Regions from separate parts of the Mus musculus genome. Here regions 2, 3, 4, 5 and 6 are each linked to region 1. The links are chromatin contacts, called in public ChIA-PET, Hi-C, HiChIP or PLAC-seq and promoter capture Hi-C maps. All regions are on one chromosome and are shown on one strand. Each heading gives the region's core, a stretch centred on a gene start, on an enhancer-like site or on the middle of the called end of the contact. The rest is flanking DNA. Distances are from core to core; before and after follow the strand shown.

The links. Promoter capture Hi-C pulls out the DNA fragments that hold promoters and counts their contacts. Hi-C and Micro-C count contacts between places; a contact is called where the count stands out from the background. ChIA-PET counts read pairs in DNA pulled down with a chosen protein or histone mark. HiChIP or PLAC-seq counts read pairs in DNA pulled down with a chosen protein or histone mark.
Region 2: a contact with region 1 is called in a promoter capture Hi-C map of hippocampal neurons, with 2.1 times the contacts expected there. The contact joins the promoter of Erich6 here to the promoter of Pfn2 in region 1. A contact is called at or near these places in 5 of 39 promoter capture datasets (the 3T3-L1 cell line, cranial neural crest, hippocampal neurons and 1 more), 1 of 484 Hi-C or Micro-C datasets (the G1E-ER4 cell line), 1 of 115 datasets of contacts at active chromatin or transcription factors (astrocytes) and 1 of 9 other capture datasets (liver).
Region 3: a contact with region 1 is called in a Hi-C map of regulatory T cells, with 11 times the contacts expected there. The contact joins the enhancer-like site here to the promoter of Pfn2 in region 1. A contact is called at or near these places in 15 of 39 promoter capture datasets (the 3T3-L1 cell line, 3T3-L1-derived adipocytes, the C10 cell line and 9 more), 3 of 15 datasets of contacts at CTCF or cohesin (the NIH/3T3 cell line, large pre-B cells and pro-B cells), 53 of 484 Hi-C or Micro-C datasets (the AML12 cell line, B cells, the Ba/F3 cell line and 33 more), 17 of 115 datasets of contacts at active chromatin or transcription factors (SST interneurons, astrocytes, bone marrow-derived dendritic cells and 11 more) and 3 of 9 other capture datasets (adipose tissue, embryonic stem cells and liver).
Region 4: an RNA polymerase II ChIA-PET map of memory CD8 T cells shows a contact between it and region 1, with 11 read pairs. The contact joins the enhancer-like site here to the promoter of Pfn2 in region 1. A contact is called at or near these places in 16 of 39 promoter capture datasets (the 3T3-L1 cell line, 3T3-L1-derived adipocytes, the C10 cell line and 10 more), 2 of 15 datasets of contacts at CTCF or cohesin (large pre-B cells and pro-B cells), 31 of 484 Hi-C or Micro-C datasets (the AML12 cell line, B cells, the C2C12 cell line and 22 more), 14 of 115 datasets of contacts at active chromatin or transcription factors (SST interneurons, cardiomyocytes, effector CD8 T cells and 9 more) and 2 of 9 other capture datasets (adipose tissue and liver).
Region 5: a contact with region 1 is called in a FOXA1 HiChIP or PLAC-seq map of pancreatic cancer cells. The contact joins the promoter of Tm4sf1 here to the promoter of Pfn2 in region 1. A contact is called at or near these places in 1 of 39 promoter capture datasets (stem cell-derived epiblast-like cells) and 2 of 115 datasets of contacts at active chromatin or transcription factors (embryonic stem cells and pancreatic cancer cells).
Region 6: an H3K4me3 HiChIP or PLAC-seq map of stem cell-derived neural progenitor cells shows a contact between it and region 1, with 5 times the contacts expected there. The contact joins the enhancer-like site here to the promoter of Pfn2 in region 1. A contact is called at or near these places in 16 of 39 promoter capture datasets (the 3T3-L1 cell line, 3T3-L1-derived adipocytes, the C10 cell line and 9 more), 8 of 484 Hi-C or Micro-C datasets (the G1E-ER4 cell line, Sertoli cells, adipose-derived mesenchymal stem cells and 5 more), 11 of 115 datasets of contacts at active chromatin or transcription factors (astrocytes, differentiating embryonic stem cells, embryonic forebrain and 5 more) and 2 of 9 other capture datasets (adipose tissue and embryonic stem cells).

What each region holds. Positions count from the first base shown.
Region 1 is chr3:57,846,207-57,849,839 of GRCm38.p6, reverse strand. Pfn2 (profilin 2) reads left to right here and starts at 2,083. Exons shown (of 3, transcript NM_019410.3): 1 at 2,083-2,489. The coding sequence starts at 2,358.
Region 2 is chr3:58,635,363-58,638,995 of GRCm38.p6, reverse strand. Erich6 (glutamate rich 6) reads left to right here and starts at 1,789. Exons shown (of 14, transcript NM_001081262.1): 1 at 1,789-2,360; 2 at 2,878-2,935. The coding sequence starts at 1,832. It overlaps Gm46806 (a long non-coding RNA gene), which reads right to left and starts at 2,985. Exons shown (of 2, transcript XR_001783856.2): 1 at 2,199-2,985; 2 at 1,504-1,859.
Region 3 is chr3:58,488,832-58,492,464 of GRCm38.p6, reverse strand. No RefSeq gene overlaps it. Among named protein-coding and RNA genes, the nearest start is that of Eif2a, 35 kb to the left of the region's middle. Within about 2 kb of position 1,719, at least 4 of the 459 cell types and tissues checked have an H3K27ac peak or open chromatin away from gene starts, as enhancers often do. A contact at or near this core is called in regulatory T cells, where this site is marked.
Region 4 is chr3:58,468,496-58,472,128 of GRCm38.p6, reverse strand. No RefSeq gene overlaps it. Among named protein-coding and RNA genes, the nearest start is that of Eif2a, 56 kb to the left of the region's middle. Within about 2 kb of position 1,933, at least 112 of the 459 cell types and tissues checked have an H3K27ac peak or open chromatin away from gene starts, as enhancers often do. A contact at or near this core is called in the C2C12 cell line, CD8 T cells, the G1E-ER4 cell line and 11 more, where this site is marked.
Region 5 is chr3:57,300,032-57,303,664 of GRCm38.p6, reverse strand. It overlaps Tm4sf1 (transmembrane 4 superfamily member 1), which reads left to right and starts at 1,677. Exons shown (of 7, transcript NM_008536.4): 1 at 1,677-1,937; 2 at 2,029-2,143.
Region 6 is chr3:58,370,492-58,374,124 of GRCm38.p6, reverse strand. No RefSeq gene overlaps it. Among named protein-coding and RNA genes, the nearest start is that of Tsc22d2, 42 kb to the left of the region's middle. Within about 2 kb of position 1,539, at least 227 of the 459 cell types and tissues checked have an H3K27ac peak or open chromatin away from gene starts, as enhancers often do. A contact at or near this core is called in 3T3-L1-derived adipocytes, the SN4741 cell line, Sertoli cells and 15 more, where this site is marked.

The DNA of each region.
Region 1 (3,633 bases), core at 834-3,333:
CTTGGTGCTATGGATCCCCTGGAACTGGAGTTACAGACAGTTGTGAGCTGCCATATAGATGCTGAGAACTGAACCCGGGACCTGGTAGAAGAGCACCCAGTCCCAACTACTGAACCATTTCTCCACCCCATCTTTATTTTTTTAAGGTGATAATAAAAGTTAAGAATTAAAATGATTGTGACAAACAGGCAGAATGATAAATAGGAAAGAGTAAGGGAGATTAAATCAGATGAGGACACAAAGGCAGAAGTGGACAGATTCCTGTATAAGGAGCAGAATTCTCTATCTTCCAAACAGGAGGACAAATACTGTCCCAACTTGACAGCTGACTACTCTGTTGTTGGCCCTCCTCTAGTTTCCATGGTCTTAGTCCTACCTGTGGTAGTTTGAATGAGAATGGTCCCCAAAGGCTCATACATTTGAATGCTTAGTCATCAATGACACTACACAGGAAGGATTGGGAGGTGTGGCCTTGTTGGAGGAAGTATGTCATTGTGGGTGGGGTTTGAGGTTTCAAAAGTTCAAATTCAGGACCAGGACTCTTCTTGTTGCTTTGGGATCTAGATGTGGAACTCTCAGCGATGCCTCTGTATCATGTCAGCTTGTATACTCCCAAGCATGATGATAATGGACTAAACCTCTAAAACTGTAAGCCAGTCCCTTTTAATTTTTTTTTCTTTGTAAGAGTTGCTGTGGTCTACAGGGGAACGCCAGGGCCAAAAAGGGGGAGTGGGTGGGTAGGGGAGTGGGGGGTGGGTGGGTATGGGGGACTTTTGGTATAGCATTGGAAATGTAAATGAGGTAAATACCTAATAAAAATGGAAAAAAAAAGAGTTGCTGTGGTCATGGTGTCTCTTCACAGCGATCAGAACACTAGGACATTAGTTTTATTTTTTAAAGTCCAATAAATAAATAAGCAAAAGTTCAGTGATGCTATTATAAAATTGTCAGTGTACCCCACAACTTTAAAATTGACAACAGCTTGCAATCTATTGGAGCTTTCTTTCCCTTAATAGGCAGGTCAAGTTTGTCATCCATTTAAACTAGTCATCACTGGGGAACATCTGATGCTGGGTCTAGACCCAGCACATAAAATTAATAAAGATGTAGGTGAATGTTCAGAGACCCTTAAACCACTTCCCACCCTGTCTTATACAAGTCTTCCTCAGATCTAGATTCTGAACTATTTTCACCATCTAGTACAGTGGGTCTCAACCTGTGGGCCTCAAACCCTTTGGGGTCACATATCAGATATCCTCCACATCAGATATTTACAGTATGATTCATAACTAACAGAATGTCAGTTATGAAATAGAAACAAAATAATTTAAGGTTGGGGGTCAGCACAGCATGAGTAACTGTATCACGGGGTCACATTAGGAAGTTTGAGAACCACTGGTCTAGTTCAATGACTCCTTTTCTAGCTTGATTATTCTTTGTATTTCATGGATGTATTTAACGCACACTAACTTTTGCAGTTACCAGGTGCACATAGGGTCTGTTTTGTTTAGAATTTCTGGACGACTGAGCCACACTCATGATGAGCAGCACTGGGTTCAGGGCAAAAGCTCCACTGAACCTGAAGTTCCTTGTACTCAAAGGAGGCAACAAAGAGCATAGAGCTGCTCTGATTTCAGGAGCGTGCAGGCGCAGCTGGCCAAGGTCTTCTAAGAGACACCTCCCCAAGTGTGGGCCATCCGCACTGGCCGCTCCCACTACAAAGGGTAAACCCTCCGCATCCCGTCACCAGGGCAACCCTGCCACCCGACACCGATGCTGTCAATACCGCGTCCCCGAGCGGGCGCTTGAGAGGTGAGCGTGGCCGCTGGGCGCCCAGAGCTCCGGCACCCCACGGCGCCCACTCAAGCTGCTTCGCCTCCTAGCCGGTGGTGAGGCCTCCGCCGCCGCGCCCCAGCCGCACGCCCACTCGCCTCCCGCACGTGTGGGCCGTGATTGTCCCCGGCGGTATCCCTCCGCGCCCCCGCCTCGGCTCCCCCGCCCTCCCGGGGACCCTCGCCGGCTGCGCTGCGGAAGGATCGCACGCACGCGCGCGCACATCCCGCCGGCCGCGGAGAGCCGAGGGAGCTGCGGCGGTGTGAGACGGCCGTCACCAGCCCCGCTGCCAGCGTCGCTCCGCCGCCGGCTCCTGAGCCCCGCGGCCGCGGCCGCCCGGCGCTCCCCGCTGCGGGTCCTGTCACCGCCCGCCGCAGTTCCCCGGAGAGGGGCGGTCGGTGCCTGCGCAGAGCCGCCTCCTCCCCGCCCCCGCCCCGCCTCCACCGCCGCCGCCGCCGCCGCCGCCGCTGCCGCTGCTGCGCCTCTGCTCCTGCCGTCCCCGCTGCAGTGCGAAGGGCTCGAAGATGGCCGGTTGGCAGAGCTACGTGGATAACCTGATGTGCGATGGCTGCTGCCAGGAGGCCGCCATTGTCGGCTACTGCGACGCCAAATACGTCTGGGCAGCCACGGCCGGGGGCGTCTTCCAGAGCATCACGGTGAGGCCCGGGGGCGCCAAGCCGGCAGGTGTGCGGCGGGCCTCTGAGAAGGGGACGCCCGCCCGCGAGGAAGGGATGCGGCTAGGGCTGAAGGGAAGGGTACCGCCGGCTTCCTCGCCCGCCCGCGAGGAAGGGGATGCAGCCGGAGCCCGGTTGCGGGCAGCTGAGCCTGGGGATGCTGCCCGAGGCCGCGCGGGGGCGGGGCGGCCGGACTCTTCGCCCCGGCGGCGCCCCGGCTTGCGGCTGCCAGGGTGGAGGAGGGGACGCCTCCCCGGGAGGCCCTCGGCGTTCGGGGAGCCCTGCGGGCTGCAGTGCGGGTCCCCGGGTGTGGGCGGGGGGAATCTGGGCGGCAGGCTGGCCCTGGATCTGGTTCGGTTGTGAGCGCGGAATGTGGGAGGCGGCAGTGGCCGGATCCCGGGAATTAATGGAGTGACTTTGCGTAGGCTTGCGGGTGTCCAGGCCGCCTAGGCTGGAGAGAAAGGTACGCGGACCACGTAGGTGGAATGGTGAATCTACTTCAGCTTGTGGTTCTATAGTTTTTTTTTTTTTTCCTCCAAGATGGCGAACTGCCATTGATTTCTCTTCTCCACCTATAGAGATTCATCGATATACTGTTATCCCCAGTTACGCAACATAGCTCTAAAAAGGGGATGGTTTAAGGGTGATTTAAAAAAATCTGGGGAGTCGCTGGAGGGGGATAACACTTCTCCAAGTCACTCCCTCTTTAGTGATGGTAGTAAAAGAACTAATACCGATTTATGCTTCACGGTGCCTCCTTTTCATGTGACTTGATGGCTTTTGACTGGGTTGCCACACATTTGGAGAATATTCGTCAACCAGTCTCCAACACTGCTTATTGTTATGCTTGTTTCTATGCAATGCTCTTTAAGATTTTGACACCAGTATCAAGTACAGGACCATTCTCTTAATTTCTTTGCTCCCCACTCCCACTCCCTCCCCTACCACATAACAGAATTCAAGTCCCATATCACAGGTGCTCAGCATTTTACTACTTAATGTGGTTTAACAAATTAGTGTGGATTCAGTCTGTGACAGGAGTGCTTTAAGATCTCCTGTCCCCATGTGGGAGGCCACAGTTCCTATAGCGAATTGACATTTGGTGATTAACTTTTTTTTCTGCAGT
Region 2 (3,633 bases), core at 540-3,039, 790 kb before region 1:
GTAGCGTACAGAACTAAAAAATGTAGCCATCACAGAAGCCATCTGGAGGCAGGTGGTCTTGACTAAGCATACCCACCACGACACCTCCCTCCCACCAGCCCACCCCACCCCATCTCTCCCCACAGCTTGACTGCCCTCCACAATCCCTGGAAGCAGAAACACAGCTTTATACCTTTACACATGTCACTTCCCTCCATAGAGGGCCAGTTGAATTTCAGGACCTAGGAAAGTGCTTACAACACCAGAATGCTCTTATTAGAATATAAGCTCAGTTGTAAGGAGCATACCACAGGCCCTGGGCTCATCGCTAGCACCCATTCCCAGCAGTCAAAGATTGTCTGCATAGGACTTCATAAGTCCCATTCACTGTCCTCACTCCCACACTTCCCCAGGTCTCTGGAGTGCCTTCCTACCCTGGGCCTGATCCACTACTCATTATGTCCCTGTCCACACATCTGACCTTTTTTTCCAAAGCCACTCAAACATCTGGACTGCCTCATTAGCCTGTGGCAAGCATTCCATTGCCCTTCAAGATCTTCCATTCTTTTAAAAACACTCTGAGCAGTTTCTCTCTGCCCCACCCACAGGAGTATTGGACAATTTCTGCCACTCACTCCCTGGTCTATATTCTAATGCCAGTGACCTTGATGAACCCTGCCAAGTAGTTAGGTACTCTGGCCAGCTACTTAAGCAGGCTTCTAGGTAGTGGCCTGACTCTACACCCAACAGAGACCTGGCTCACAGTAGTGCCCAATAAATATAGTGTCAGATTAACAGCCATCAAAATAATTGCTCAGTGAACCAACCACAAAACAGGATCATGTGGGTTTGTCTAAATGAAACAAAAGTTAAGGCCACTGTGCCACCACATAGTCCCCATCACAGAGTTGTCCTGCCTTCCATTTGACCTAAACCTTAGGTCCTCTCCCAAAACACTTTAGGGGAAGTCTGTCCTCGACGGGACCTTCCAAGGGCATCACACTGCAGCTAAACCCAGGTGCCTCCATGTCCCTACTGCGGTGTTCCCAGTGGTCTTTGGATGATATATGTCTAAAATTACAGGCCACTATTCCATATTCATCAATATCCACAAATATCTTAAAGGAATGGTTGTTCCCAGCCCCCCCACCCCCCACAAATAGGCTAACAGAAGTCAAGTGACAGAAGAAATCACACATAGTGACTCATAGGCCTGACCCTGGGCATCTAATGTTCACCATACTTTCCTGGATACTATTTTTAGTATGTGCAAATATTTCACAAAAGAAAATAATAATTTAAAGTACCATGAGTTGAAACAAGGCCCCCAAAACAAAAAGTGGCATGTGGTAGACAGATATCGCTGGAATTTTCTATTTCCAAAACAAAAGGATGGATCAAAGAATCGACCAAACTAGGGCTAGAGTAAACCAAATTATCTCAGCAGCAATATATCTCCAAAAAGTCTTACTAAACAACAAATGTAAGGCAATGTAATCATAAGACGGCAAAGAAAGGCTGGTGTCTAATATAGTAAGCAGAGTTTTACTGGAATTTCCAATAATCATATTTCTAATAAAAATCAAATTCCACAACTCCCTCAGTGCCAAATGACATTATGGGTATCCTCCTTAAAAAGCCAGAAGGTCCGGCTCCAGGGAAAGGGAGGTTGCTTCTCTGCTGGCTAAGAGGGGCTCAGAGACCTAGAGAGCAAAGGCAGAAAGAAGCTTGGCAGAAAGAAGCTTGGCGCAGGGTCCTGAGGCTTTAAACCCTGAAAGGTTCCGAGGTTGCCCTGGGAGACAGACGCTCAACAGCTGCTCCGGGGTCGAGCGCTCCGGGGCTGCCCACAAACATGCGCCCGCGTCAGGGAGTGCGGAAGCCTGGAAAGAGGAACACAAAGTCAAAAAAGCCAGATAAAGCCTCGAAGGGAAAAGAGATGGTAGAGGCAGAGAAAGCGCAGAAGATGCAGAGAGAGCAGGGGGAGGAGTTGGAGCAGGAGGGACAGGAGGAGGAGGTGGAGGAAGAGGAAAAGGAGGAGGAGGCCAAGGAGGAGCAGGGAGCTCAGGAGGAGCAGGAGGGGCAGGGAGCTCAGGGGGTGCAAGGGTGGGATGATAGGGAGGGCCAGCCGCAGGAAAGCCAGAACCTGTTCCCTGAGTCGTTGAACGAAGAAGACATCTGGAAAGCCATAGGCCCCAGTGAAGGCTTTGACGAAGACTCACCGGAATTTCGTCCCCGCTTAATTAGCGTGGTCAGCCCCAGCCTGAGCACTATGTCCCCGCCCAGCAAGGTGTCCAGCCCCTCGTGGGGCGAAGAGGAGCCGCTGCCGCTGCCGCACAGGGAGGGCTCTCCTCCTGCTTCCAGCAGCGGCTCGTCCCACAAAAGTAGCGTTGGGCTTCTCCCTCCCTCGGGATCCTGGCCTGAAGGGCGGCCGGTGCTTCCCCCTCCCCCTCTGCTGCCCTTAACACTAGCAAGTCTTGGCTGATTGCCATGATGGCCCCTAGTGTGGGATCTAAGGGAAATCGGTTAGTAAAAGTAACAGGCCACTCCTGGGGCACTAGTGCCTGTGGGGTGCTCAACTACTTACTGAAGCAGTTCTACCTAACACCTTAACACGCAGCGTTACTGTCTTCCTTTAAAAGGAAGCAGAGCATTTAGAACGAGCTTCTTGGAGTCAGAGTTCACATTTTACTGTGGGTGTATCTTAACTGTTGGGGGAAAGGGTGGTGGTGTCTTTGTGCATTCTAGGATATATTTTTTATCAGCATACACAAATCATACACACACACCTGTGACAACCACCCTGTTTCTGCCCCTCACCAAATGTTCCCTGGGGACAAAATTTCCCTTGGAGAACCGGAGGCATGGAGTGGCTAAACTGTTTAATGTTTCGTCTGACAGGCTATCCCAAAATATTTCAAACATTTAAAAAGGACTTGTCTGAAGTGACTGTAGATAGGTAAGAAAATGTTTTCAATTATCAGTATTTTTTAAATATTTAGTTAGTTATTTAATGTATGTGATTCCACTGTTGCTGTCTTCAGACGCACCAGAAGAGGACATCTTATCTCATTACAGATGGTTGTGAGCCACCATGTGGTTGCTGGGAATTGAACTCAGAACCTCCAGAAGAGCAGACAGTGCTCTTAACTGCTGAGCCATCTCTCCAGCCCGAAAAAAAATCTTTTCCTCAGCAAACAGAAAGGAGCAGAAGCTAAGTTGGGATCAATGGCCTGCAGCTACTGGCTCAGCCCGGAGAAAGTAAAAGCAATTGCACTCACTGAATGGAAAATCTTATTTTTTTTTTTTTTATTTTTAGACAACAGGATTTACTAACATCAGATTTCATGCTCTTGGCCTTGGATTTAATATACTGGCTCCTTAGTATGCAACTGAGGCATGTTTATTACTTTTCAATTTTAAAATGCAAACTGTACCCAAAGTACTTAACAAAACAACACACATATTATAAAAGTAATATAATATAAAAACTGCCAAGTAATATAATTTCCTATGAACATGGAGCTAATACCTCTTTAGGTGCTGTTTGGTTGACCTGGAGGCCAGCCACTATGTTGGACTAGCTGGCTAGCAAGACTCAGGGATCCATCCGTCTTTATCTTCCCATTGCCAGGATTACAAAGCTTAACTCCCATG
Region 3 (3,633 bases), core at 470-2,969, 640 kb before region 1:
AACAACCTTTCCTTGATACAGTTCTCAGTTGGACTAGACATTATGATGGACATAGATACAAAATAAGTGGGCTGAGATTGGCTGCCTTTGCTTATTATGATGCAATGGTCCTGGCATATCAAAAGGTGAATCAACCTTTGTGGGGGTGTTTATCTCCTGGCCAATGACCGACAGGTCTAGCTCCTTTAAATCTTAAGGGATGAGACAATAAAAAAATAGTCTGTAATGCTCTGATCTCTAGGACAGGTAAGTGTCAGAGGTAGAATTCAGGTTTTATTCTTTTCACCAGGAGGATGTAGCTTCTCCTTCATGGGCCTCAGCAAAATCCTGATATTTCCATCTTTTCCTTCAGTACTTTGAATTCTAAGAAAGGGCATTTGTCAAGTCTCTCTTTCCAGTGTTACCAGGAAAGTAGGAGACGTTGCCTTAGAGTTATTCACTGAAGGCCTGCTCTTGGGCTGGAAAGATGGCTCATGGGTTAAGAACCAATTCTGAACTTGTAAAGAACCAGACTTCTATCTCTTCCTCCCATGTCTGACAACTCACAAGAGCCTGTAACTCCAGCTCCAAGGGATCTGATGTCTTCCTTGGGCAAACGCACACGGCCCCCACACAGGCCAGTATGCATAAAGATAATTCACAATAGAAACACATCTTCAACCATCTAGCATTATGTAAAAGGACATCATCATTATATCTATTTTTCAGAGGGGAAAGAGGTGGGGTGTGGCAACCCGTGCCTTTCACCTATACTCTTGTATAGCAGAGGCAGGTATATATCTGTGAGTTTTAGGCTATCCTGCTCTACATTGTGAGTTCTAGGACCGTCAGGGTTATCTAGAGTGACTCTGTTTCCAAACACAAAAAATATCATGCTGCCTGTTACAATATGATAATGTCTCCGCTGTAGTCTTTATGCAGTAATTAGCTACACTGGGCTCTGATTGCTTTGATCTGTTCATCTGTTTTTGAGGTATTGGATAATACCTTAAAATTTATTCAGGTGAGTTTCTCTGGATGTAATAATCCAGGATTTCTCAAACTTCATAGAGCATACACAATGTCTGGGAGTTTTGTTAAAAATGCAAACTGTGATTCAATAGGTCTGGGATAGACTTGGAAAGCTACACTGTAGTAAGTTCCCAGGTGATGCTGATGCTGTTTATTGTAAAGCAGCTGGAGAGTAGGAGGGTGACAGGCAATCCTTTCCATGCATCTCTTCCAGTGTGGAAACATCAACCTAAGAGTTTATTAGACATTACAGCACGTACCTGTGATCCAGGCACTTAGGCCATTTCCAGTCTAGCAGGAGGATTGTTGAGAGCCTGTGAGGCCAGCCTGGATCACATAAGTATTAGGCCAGCATGCCTTCCGAGCAAGACCTGGTTGCAAACCCCAGCCCTCCCCAACAACAACAACAAAAAAGATCTCCAGAGGAACTGAAACGAGGGCTGTGTTCTGATTTGTAACCACCAGGTGGAGACCACACAAAACTAAACCATTTCCTGCATTTTGTGTGTGGTGCTGAGTTTGAACACCTTAATCGACATTCGGACTTCTCCTAAGTGCCCTCATTGTGCTGACCGCATAGTACCAAACACTTCATAGATTTCAGACCGCCTACAACTCAAGGCAGATGAGAATCATAGCATGATCGAGTCAATGACCTTAAAACTAAAAGTGAGCTAGAGGTAACACACTGCCGTGCTTTGAAAGCTGAGGCAAGAGTAGTGATGGAGGCTGATGCAGGGCCGCGTGCAGGGCCGCGTGCAGGGCCGCGTGCCGGGCGGCACTGCAAGACTGGGTTTAAAAAAAAAATGAGTAAAACCCAACCGAACAAAACAAAAACTCTAACATTAAAGTTGAGATACATGTATACTCTGAGCCTAACAAAGTAAGAATATTTCCATGTTACATTACCATCACTTACGGTGTGTATAAAATGAACAGCAACAGGGGGAGGAGGGGAGGAAGAAGGTGGTGGAGGGTGAAGGGAAGGAAGAAACATGGGGTGGGGCAGGGAAAAGGAAGGGAAGGAAGGAGGGGGAGTTCTGGTGCCACCAAAATTGAAGGATTGTCTCACCCTGGGGAAGCTACTTTTTCTTTGTAACTTTAGCCTAGCTGTCTTTTGAAGTGAGATATTCAATATTCACAGTCAGGTTACCTTCCTTGATAGACTCTTTTCAGGTAGGGGTTTCTTCCTACACAATATGTGGAGGTTATAGTAATCAAGTAGCCATATAATCACTCTGAACATTATTACCAGTTAAGCTTATTGTCTGTGTGGGTGTGCTGGCGTCTCATGCCTGCGTGTCTAAAGAGCCTCGTGAAGACGTTCTACTGACCATTTCTCTCCACAGAGCAAAGACAGAATTTCCTCTGTGGGAATCACTGGGTAACAGCAGATTCTGCTCTTTGATTCTAAAGAGATCTAAAAGTTCAGCCATGTTGGCTCATCAAATGGTTATGTCTGACGCTCACTTCTCTGTCAGGAGTTGGATACCATGCAGCTCAGCACTAAGACAAAGGTCTCCCTGAAGCTCTTATCACTTACGTGTCCCCTTCATGCCATTGGAAGTGGAAGTAACTGAGGTGTTGGGAGCAACCTTAGGAAAAACCCATCTTGTAGGGATTTCGAATTGCTGCCGTCGTTGACGTGTCTATTAGCTCGTGTCATACGAAAGTTGGTAGCTCTTTTGACAAAAATCGTGAGTTTAAAAAGTGGAGAATAAGAAAGAAGGAGCTGTCGGGTGGTGGCGGCGCACGCCTTTAATCCCAGCACTCGGGAGGCAGAGGCAGGCGGATTTCTGAGTTCGAGGCCAGCCTGGTCTACAAAGTGAGTTCCAGGACAGCCAGGGCTACACAGAGAAACCCTGTCTCGAAAAACAAACAAACAAACAAACAAACAAACAAACAAGAAGGAGCTACCTTCCTACCTACTTTTGAAAAAGCAAACTATCTTATGGACAGTCACGTATGCAACTGTGGACCACTTATTCAATCTAAATGTCCAAGTCTCAGAGATACAGCATACAGCCCGAGGGTGTGTGTACAGTGATTCTTCAGGGAGCTGGAAGAAATACCAGGAATTTTATTTACTTTTTCCATCTGAAATGTTGGAAACTGTACATGGGTCCTGCAACAAGTGTTCTTAGCCCTTGAGTCACCTTCCTAGCTCCCTAAACAGATTTTAAAAAACAAACAAACAAACAAACGTCTGGAGAGATGGCTCAGTGGTTAAGAGCACTGGCTGCTCTTCTGGAGGTCCTGAGTTCAATTCCCAGCAACCACATGGTGGCTCACAACCATCTGTAATGAGATCTGATGCCCTCTTCTGGTGTGTCTGAAGACATTGTACTTAGATATAATAATAAATAAATCTTTAAAAAAAACAAGGTAAGAAAAATTACTGACTTTCACTAGTGTTTGATAGATTAGTGACAGAATATAAGCTTATAATTTGTCATTGCACAATTATAGGGGTAACCCAAGTGAAAATACTTCTCTCTTTGGCATATGATGACTGATGAACACTTACAGTTTCCACGTGCACTGCATGCTGTGAACCAGAGACATAACACAACTGAATGGTTCGTTTTCTCTCTCTCCCCCCCCCCGTCCCCCCCCCCCGTC
Region 4 (3,633 bases), core at 684-3,183, 620 kb before region 1:
AGAGAGAGAGAGAGAGAGAGAATATCAGGGATAAAAAATAGGAGCTTGCTCGCTCATGCTGGGCTGGACATCCCTGATATATATTTATCTTGACATAGGTCTGCCTAAGATGTGCAGGTGGGCTTTGTAGCCCAAGCAGGCCTCGAAGCTGTGATCCTCTTGTCCTAGGCTCTTTAGTAGCTAGATTACAGACCTATGCCACCAGGCCTGGCAAATGTGTCCTTATGAAAGGCATGAGATTCTATATTGTATGTCTGTTCCCCTTTGTCGAATAGTAACTTTTTTATTTCTTTTTTGCATCGCCTTGGTCTTATCCAAAGATGTTATCTTTCTGTCTAAGAGTTCCTATCAATTTAATGAGTATATTTTGTCTACTTTTCTTTTAGCTTAGCAGCATGACCCAATTTTCTTTCTTAGATCTAGTATAGAACTGTACACAATCCCTTGGAGGAAGAAATATTAAGTAAAATTGTCCCTTTATATTTTTCTTAAAGGTCAAGTCTGATGCTGTGTATAAAAAAGGAGTAAACTGTTCTTTGTAACTTAGATGAAGCAGCTACCAGCCTTGCAATAGGGCAATTCACAAGCACTGTGTAGATGACAACATTTATTCTAACCCAAATCGCTGACTGGTAGGGCTGAGCCTGTCCTGTGTTGTTTGGTGTACTGATGAGTCCCTTACAACCTTTACACGAAGTGAAACTGTCATTTAAAAAAAAGGGGGGGGGGGAGTATGCACTACTTGTTAAAAAATATTTTAATAGTCTTTTCCTTTTTTGGGTCTCATTTTGTAGTCCAGGCTGGCATAGATTTACTAGATAGACCAGCCTGGCCTCAACCTGTAATCCCTTCTCAGCATCCCAAATGCTGAGATTATAGGTGTGAGCTACCACACTTGGCTTGACAATCCACATTCCTGACAGAGGAGCAATCACACTGATCTCAGAGAGCTGCATGAAAGCTGCTTGAGGGGAGGGTGTGTTGTTATGTGTTATCGGTATTCTGTTCATCCTGAATGGCCAGCTGTTAAACACAGAGCCCAAGGTTTATAGATGTCATGACCTGAACAAGCCAGGTACACATCTTCAACATGTTTGTTCCAGAAAATATGCTTTCGTCCCTTTGATCCTGAGCCCATGGAAGCACAGTGGGAGAAACATGGAATACCAGGTCTCTTACACTATAGCTGTACCTCTGGTCAATTCTGAGATCTTGGGCAGATTACAAACTCCTAAACATGTCTCCATACTTGTCAAATAAGCAAATTCTTGCTGTCGCTAGCCATTGGGTAGTTGTGCTGTTCTAAAAGGGTAAGGAGGAAATTTTTTGTCAAAAGGGTTGTAAATTTCCCAGTCTTTCTCCAGAGGCTCTGGTCAAAAATTGATAAAGAAAAAGACCATGGCTTTAACCAGGTGCCCAGAAAGTGGTAAAACAAAAAAAGCAGAAGCCAGCACAAGGAGTCATGTCCTACAAGAAGCCTATGAGTAAGTTATTACCCCAATACTTAATGATTAATAAAAAAAAAGTATAAGATTCATGTGGATCTTCATTTACTCCTTCAGTAATCTGAGTAATTAGTGCCAGAACATACAACTGTAAATATGAAAGCAGGGTCCCTCTCAGAGACTGCAGCACTGAGGCCAGTGGGTACAGAGGGCTATCAAAGGGCAAAGGGGACTTTTCATTTAACATCATACTGCTCAGCTTCTGTCTTTAAGTATTGATGCTCTCCTGCCCAGAGTCTAAGCTGTTCATTTTAAATTTCTGTCGCAGACATGATGTCGTCTCCTGTTCCTGTGCCTCTCCAACCCCAGGCTGGCGGTCAGGACCCAAGGGGTAGAAGCTCGTTTGAGGGTGTGATTATCTGAGAAGAGAATGCTTCCAGGAAGCTGTGTTTCTGGATGAGTCAGCTAGCTTCAGAGCCATTACTGAACGCTGAACTCGGTAGATTCCGGAAGTTAAGTCGGTAGTGAAAAAGCCAAGACTCACAGGCTCAGAACCCCACTTATTCCCTCTCTCTAGAGAATAGGACAGGGCAGTCTTTAAGGGGCCCATTTTCATTCTATAAAGGGACTTCTTTACAGCTTTTCTCAGTGATTGTCTTTGCAACAGCTGGCTATTAGGGGCAGGATGGGAGAGTTGAGAAAAAGGAAACCTGTGACGACTAAGATTGGTGGATGAGAGGAGGACCACACAGACCTAGGCTCTTGCACAATCTTGCACAAGATTATTAAGCTAATGCTTCAACACTAAGTCCTTGTCCTGAGTCACTTTCCTGTGTCTGGAGAAAGTCCAAAAGGATGATAAATTGGTCTTTGTGGAGGCATGTTGAACTAATACAGCAGACTCCATGGGTACCAGTCTTGCTGAGCAAACTATTAGACATAGTTTGTACATGCTGAAGTCCACTCACCCACTGCCATATCTCTTAGTAAGCATTCTGGCTCATGGGCTTATATGGAAGTATGTTCAGTAACCACATGGTAGAGGTTGAGCATGTACGAGTGGACTCCTTGTCTGTGTAATGACTCCCTGGGTTCTTGAACAGCTTCTACTGCTGTTTCTAGATGCTACTGTTACTCTCAAAGTAGCGTCAGTTGTGCCTGGATATGGGCTTCCCATCCTGTCTTAGTCACTTCTCTATTACGGTCATAAAACATCAGTCCAAGGCAACTTATTGATGGAAAACTGGGTTGATTTTGGGATTAGGGTTCCAGAGGGATGAGAGCCCATCACCATGACAGCAGGTAAATCTGGCACCAGGTAGGCATCATGGCAGGAATAGTGGAAAGCTCACATCTCAGAGCCACAAGTAACAAGCTAAGATAGCCCCAACTGGGAATGATCCAAGACTTTTGAAACTCAAAGTCTGCCCTTAGTGATTTACTTCCTCCAGCAAGGCCATATTTCCTAAACCTCCCAAAATAGTGTCACCCACTGGGGACCAAATACTCCAAATGCCAGAGGTTACGGTGGACATCTCATTCAAACCACCATATATCCCTAGCCCTCAATATATATATTTTTTTTCTTTTTGAGAGTCTGATTCTGTAATCTGGGTTAGCCTTCAACTCATGGCAATCCTCCTGTTTCAAAATGTTCTTGACACAGAAGTCACTCTGTGACTGAGCAGTAGAGACCAGTTGTTTTCAATCACCAACTTTTGTCTTTTCTTTCCTTCCTTCCTGGCTCTCCCTACAAAGCACCAGAGGTTTGGTATCCCAAATGAACTCACTTCATTTTCCCATAGAACAAGATATTAGTTCCTTACATATTTATTTTTGTTCATTTTTAGAACTCAATGTATTTTGAAATACTTCCAGTTTGAAACTGGAAGTAAAAGGAAGAAATAAAGCCCCCACCTTTCTTAGATGACTAGGTAAGAGCAAGGCAGTTTCTCTTTAGAGGAGTGTCCTTGGAGAGTGAGAGAAAGTGTAACAGAATGCATAGGCACATGGAATAATGATCAGTGATGGTAATATCACAAGAGTAGAGGCAATCAGACAGAAGCATTCAGCAAATGTGGTCTTTGAATCAATTCTGACGATATATAAAGTTGAAGCTTCAAGATCTGATTTAGAAATAGAGAACTCTACAAAAATGCAACCAGGGAAACACAAGCTCCAGGAATAG
Region 5 (3,633 bases), core at 428-2,927, 550 kb after region 1:
CCTTGTTTGTTAAGAGTCTATTGTGCTACAGTAACTAACACCAAGCTACTGGACACTAGCCTTCTTTTGAGCGTTGAGTTGCCAGGCAGGGTTCAGGTCAATCAGCTCACATCAGTGGAACCTCTTATATAAAAGATGTGAAATTAACCTTCAAACCTCGGGTCTCAGAAAAATGGAGTTCAAAGGGTGAATGTCTTGAAATTGTGGGTTTTTTCTTTTTTAGTTAAGAAATCCCTAAGTCTGTCTAGCTAAGTCTGTTTCTCATTAGACATATGAAGCAGTTAAAAAAAAAAAAAAGAATCAAACCTGCAGAAAAGAGAAATCCTGCCTGAGTCAGAAAACCAAGGAATAAAAATCCCAACTGTCACTTGTTGGCCTTGTGGCCCTGGCTTGCTTGCTTCCTCAGCTCACAAACTCCAACTTCTCACCTGGAAAATTAACTCCTGAAGGAGAAACAGCCCTGTTCATCCTCCTTCTCCTGCCCTGTGCTCTTCTCTCTTCAGCACAACAAAACTGGGGAATAATTACCTAAGTCCTGACAGCTACTGACATTCTCCCCAGGGCAAGCCAGATGTAGGAAGCAAGCCAACTGGGAGAGAGCCTCACGTTTGGGGGGGGGGGGCGGAGAAAACTTGACATCTCACATCATAGGGGGAGTGTTGGGAGTCTGATGTCTCTTGGTCCCATTTCACAATAAGAACCATGTGCTTCTCACTGTGTAGATGATTATTTAATTTTAATATTTCAGAGTTACAGACTAGTGATATGGCTCAGTGGATAAGAGCACTGACTGCTCTTCCTAAGGTCCTGAGTTCAAATCCCAGCAACCACAGGTGGCTCACAACCATCTACAGCTACAGTGTACTCATATACATAAAATAAATAAATCTTAAAATAAATATTTCAGAATTACTTATTTATTCACTTTATATACATAAAATTTATTGAAAATAGGTCCTTTTCATATATATGCATTTCGTATATATATATATATATATATATATATATATATATATATATATATATATGTATCTATTTATCTATCTATTACACATACATACATACACATATAGATTCTGATTACAGTGCCCCTCTTACTCCTCCCAGTTCTCCCCACCTTTGTTTTAATCTCTGGCCTTTCTTCTCAACTGGACCTCAGTAGCACTATTTTATTTATTTATTTATTTATTTATTTATTTATTTATTTATTTATTAGTAGCATTGTTTATAAAGCTGTAAGTTTGGACTGCCTACATCAGTACACTTCAGTTCTGGCTGCTCATCAGAATCCCTTGGGGGTGGAGCTTTTTCTGACCAGCTTTCGAGACTGCTTCCCTAGAGCCAAGTCAACACAAGTGGTTTTGAAGACCTGTTTCTAGCCCTGTGTAGAAAGCCAGGATCACAGGCTCTAGCTACTGAAAATCAAAGGAAATGATACTCCAAGGGGCAAACAAATCTTTCTTTTTCATTAGTGTTTGCACACAGTCTGTCTCATGCATGTTCTGAAACCCCAATCTAAGCCATCCACTAGGAAGTCAGACTGTGCAGCCTGTTGCTGGGCAGGGAGAACCACAGGCATGTTTGGAGCTTTCAGTTGTGGCCTAGGAAACGCAGGGAGTTTCTTGTTTGAAAAACACAGCTGAAACCTGGGAGATTCCTCAGCTGGGGGCTGCTGTGAGATGCTTTATGAGGTCTACCAGTAAGTGTGAGGATGTCAAGGGATAAGAAATCAACACTGGTTTCATCTTGAACCTAGAATTTTATTTTAACCCATGAACAAAGTGAGCTGCAGTTTAAAGAGGGGGAAAGCCGGGTGGCTGTGCGTTAAGACCATTTTCTACTGCTTCTTCTCAACTGCCCCTTCGCCTGTGTGTCATGATTACAGTTTCAAATAAAGGAAACTACAGACCACCTACATTAGTAGACTCCAACTCCAGGTAAGCATTAGACTCACCCACTGGGGTGTGCTTCTCCTCTTGGTTTCAGGCATGATGACTGAGCACAGTGACTTCTGTCATGTGTTTGCAGAGCTGCAGTTAACTGTGCAGGACTCAACAGGTGTGATCTCTGATGCAGTCGTATCTAGTGACACTCAGATCCTTCAGAACCTGCTCTGGGCACCGTCTCATGACTCAAAGAAAAGGTACAGCTATATTCTTTCATGTGGACTGAGAAAGTAGAACCAGGTTTGTTCAGAAAACCAAGTCCTACGGACAGAGAGAACAAAGATGCAGGAAGGAATATGACAAAGGCCCTCTTGCTCCCCTTTGCTCCCGAGTCCCATGGTCCTATCTGTTATTCTCATCTGAAATTTCATAATGAATGCTTCTATAGATAAGGCAGCTGAGCTTGTATTTGTTACTTATAGTCATAAACTCTAACGAGCATGGTCACTACATATGAGTTATAGCACTTGTCATACTCACAGGAGTAAGAAGCCAGTGTCTTCTAGACAAGCAAGGGACATATATGTAGATACAACCAGGAGAGAGAAGATCTGAGTATGAATCTATCTCTAGACTCTCACAAACACACGGAAATATAGGCTTCTAATTTTAAGTTCTTAAAGGTTACCAAGTTCCATTGCCAACAAGCTAAACAACCTTTGGGAAAGATTTTTGTTGTTGTTTTATGCTGTTAACATCTTCAACTCTAAGATGTCCAGTGTGGTCTATGAAAACACTGGCAGTCACTCTCTCAAGACTTCTTTCAACATAAAAAGCTATACTAACATGGCACTTAGTATCGTAGGAGTTTTCTGTGGAATTATTCTTGAAAGTATTGTGTACATTAGATGGAGTGCCCAAACAGGCTTGTGAATGATGAGTAAGATTTAAGTGCTTTTAAATTTAAATATGATAATTTTGAGTCTGGGGAGACAGAAAAGTTGGTAGTACTTTCAGTTCAAACGTGTGGATCCCCATCTAAGTTCAGATCCCCAGCATCCGTGTAAAAACATAAGGCGTTTGGCAGCACCTGCCTGTAATGCCAGCCCTGGCGAGGCAGAGACAGGAGGCTCCTGGAGCTCCCTGGCCTGCTAGTCTAACCAGTTGGTGAACTTCAAATTCAGTGGTAGTATCAAAAACTAAGGTGAATAAAAAATTAAGGAAGAATTTGCCCTCATACCCCTGACCGCCATGCACATCCGCTCTCATCCACACACGTGCACACGTACATAAACATGATGAATGTCAGCTCTGCCTAACTTTTCAAGCTATGTTGACTTTTCTTACATGCAAACAACCTTAGAACCAAACATTTTCAACTTCCATCTATTTCTGTGAACAAATATTTACTCATTTGGCAAATGTTTATTGAGAGCCACTGAAACGCCTGCCATTGTGTCGAGTGTTCTGCTCTTATGAGGTGAGCTGAAGTTTCCAGATATCTGGTAGCTCTGTCTCATTTTACGCTGGAAAGGATACAGATTCATACATGTGGTCACATGGTGTGGGCCACAATTGGGCTTGCTGTGTTTAAAACAAAATCATGAGCAGGCATGGAAGAAGTGGGGTGGTACAGTATACTTGAAGGCATGCTCGAAGAAGTAATGAGTTTAGCCCAGGGAGTACAGGTAGGGTGGGTCAGGGAAAAAGAAACAGAACTTTCTAGAAGGAGCAGCATACTAAATTA
Region 6 (3,633 bases), core at 290-2,789, 520 kb before region 1:
TCCAGGGACCTGCTGCAGACTGAAGCCATGTTGATATACACCGTCTAGGCTGCCTCCAAGAACTTTGCCTAGGGCCATGGTCCTACTGTACCAGGGCCCGTATTCATGGTCGGTGCTGTTGCCAGAAACCATGGGGAAAAGTCCTTAGTCCAAGCTCCAGGTGACTATAAAGAGCAGGAAAGCTACTTTGTGATGTCGATAACTGCTGATGCCCAACTGAGAAAGAGGGACTTGGAAGGCTTCTGTAATAATCCCTCCCGATGTCTCGATGTAGCAGCCTAATTAGGAACCATCGAAAGAGAACTCTTAAAAATTCACAACTGATGGCTTCTGGAGGAGGGCACAGATGAGAAACTCAATTTTCTTTAGGGGGCAGGCCACTGGGAGTTTAACTATGCTCCAGTTAGTATATGAGCCATACAAATTGGACTTGTTGTTGTTGGAGGAGGAGAAAAGGAGGAAGAGGGCATGGAAGGACTGGGAAGTGAGAGCAATCAGGGTGTACAAAGTGAAATTCTTAAGGAATCAATAAAAACACTATTTTGAAAACAATTATTGACTCCCAACAGAAATGCATTTCCTCTGTCACATTGCTCTAAACGTTTCTAAGGCTTTGCTCTCAGTTAGTCTTCATAGTTTATAAATTCTTCGGTCATCTGCTGGACTAAGCTTTGAGTAGCCTGCTCTAGGATAATCTGCCTTGATAAACCCCTCTGCTCCTTCCAGCTCACATTCGCAGCTTCTGCTAAGTGCCTGCTTTTGAGTCAGTCACCCTATTACTTTACGCTGTGGACTCCTTCGGGGGCATGTGTGGGAGTCTTTTTAGTCTTTCAGTGCCCAGCACCTACCACAATGCCAGGTAAGGATTTATGTTGTATTAAGTTTTAGGAGGGAAGGATGGTGAAGAGTTTCCTTCCTTTTGTGCTTTTCAGGGTTGGTTAGTTAAACACACACACACACACACACACACACACACACACACATCAGAAATGAGAAAAATGTAAGCATTGTTTTAACAACTGATACTGTAGAACAAGTTGATACCTACCTCCTGTGGCCAGTGACAGAGGTCAGTTTGTGTGAGCAAAAGAAACGAGGCTTGGCAGCTCCTGCTCTCACGGAGCAGGGCACAGGCTCCTCCTCTTCCCACTGTCTTTCGACTGGTAAGATCGTCAAGAGTTTAAAATGACTAATTTTAAGAGACGGGCAAAGTAATTTTGTATAAATGTTCTGTTGAAAATTAAGGCTAGAAAGTGCTGTCTTTCCTACAGCTGTTCCTTTCTAAGGCCTGGTGTTCCTGGAATGTTCAATGGTCACCTCGATGGCATGATTCAGACACTGCAGTAACTGAATATGATCATTTAGAGCATAAGGCACGGGCCCTGACTTTTCTGTTCTGACAGTGGTGCTGTTTGCACAGTTGGTTAATCACAGCTCGAAAGTGACTTATCGGTGATGTGTAATATGACTAAGTGAGCGGCTAAGCAGTTTCATTGTGATCCTGCAGTCACTGGAATTCCTGTCACCTTTCCAACAGTTAAGTCATTTTGCATAACAGCAGGGTGACATCACTGAGTTGCCAGATTATTGGCTGAAGACAAGAGGGAGGGTGGGGGTGAGAATGCTTCCTGGGCTGTAAAGCTTTCCCAGACCTAAATGAGTGGCTTATGCTGTTTCTGCAGTACACTCTGGAGCTTCGGAGTGTCCTACTGCCCAGGCTGAAGCCCAGGAGGGGAGTGAGCAATGTGTCTAACTGTAAAAGTCTCTTCCCTCCACAGGGCTGGCCCTTAAGATGAAGGGCCAGAGAAAGGAGACAATGACAATGTTGTTGTCTCTCTCTGGAAGGACTGATTTATAAGACGCAGTTCACTGTCTGCTTTACACGTCCACACTGAAGAAACAGTCAGCTGGGGCCCAGTTGCAAACCGCTTATGGCTGAAAGCCTGACTTATTTCCAGGGGAAATGGTAGTCTAGATTAGTCATCAGAGAACACTCAAACTTCCAATTTATTTAACTGCTTAAAATCTCATGCTCTAAAACTACTGATAGAAATGCCCCCTAAACTAGAGATAGGAGGGCAACTTATGATGATAATGTCCAATAATCATTATTTACTGTGTGCCAGTGTTGTAAGGAATGAGCATATACCAGTGGGTTTAGTCCAACAAAACAGCCACTACTGATGTCTCTAAGCTACTGAGAAGGGAATGGAGATGCTAAGATCTCACAATCAAGGAAGACTGAGGGCAGAGAGCTCAGTAGCAGCTCACCAGTCTTAGCTGTTGCCTCCCGTTGCCTTATTGTGATAACGACAATTCCACTTACTGCTCCTCCGTCCACTGAATGCTTGTAATGTAACCAGCTCTGAACAAGAGCCATGCCATCCCTTCATTAACCCTGCCCGTGAAATGATCCTTATCATCCCTGTATGGGAGATCGGGAACCTGGGATGGGAAAGTTCTGCCACACAGAGGCAGATGTCGAGGTGTGGTGCCATCCCTGCCTGGCTCTACATTCCATGCATTTAACACAGTGCTGTACTGTTTCAATAGCTGCTGTTTGTTGAGCAACAACTAACGTGTGAACCAGATCGTAGGTATTACTGGCTAGGTTTATAGGTTTATAGGGGCAGAAAACTAAAGTTGTAAGGGGTCAGGCAGTTTGTCAACTTCTGAGTGGCAAAGTCATACCCTCCCTCCTCTTCACCTCCCTCGGATCTAGAGCTGTACTGCAGGTCTCATGCCACAGGACAATAGGGAAGTCGAGGGAAGGGATGGTTTCTCAAGGGACTCTGAGATAGTCTGAAGATCTCTCAAGGAGTGGAGGCTGGTAAGAAATGGCCTAGAAACCACCTAGGGTGGTGCTCTGACTAAGAATGTAAATCTAGATGCCCCGAAGCTCCTTCTCTATTTGATGAGTCTGTGATCTGCTGGGTATGGGCAGACACCTCTCTCACTTCAATTCTTTTTCTTTTCTTACTGGACTCAGCATTTTGAAACAGCACTGCCTCATTCTTCATTTAGCCCAGAGCTTAGAGTCCCCTCAGTTCTCTTGCCTTGTAAGGGTTTTCTCCCTGCCCCTAGCGCAGCTCTTGCTCCGTAGCACATATTCAGTTCTCTGGAATGCAGCCACACATAAGCATGACACATATTTTCAGGAGGCTCTAGAAATGCATCTGGTAAGTGGATTTAATTTTGTTAAAGGGGAAAACATATAGGCACTAGGCTATGTAACCTACTAGTTTCATGGAAGGCACCCCTGCCTTTAAAATGCAACAGTTTACAAACACTGAAACCAATAATAAGCACAAGGCAAGCACACGAAGAAACCAACAGGTTGAATACTTCAGAAACATTTCAGAGTTTTCAAAAAGCAAGAGCCTGGGGTAAGTTGAAACTCTTACTCTATTAAACAAAAATTAAACACTACCCTTTAATAATTTAAAGAACATTTATTTTGGAGAAGAAGAGAGTGAAAGTTATGTATGACATATCTTAGTCAATACCATACAGTGAAAAGACTGTAAGATATGGCTGTTCAAACAGGGAAGCAAGTCCTCTATAGGGAACCTTCTGGAAGGAGGAAAGACTTGGCTAGAACTAGAAAGACTGGTGGAATTTTAAGGGTTGACA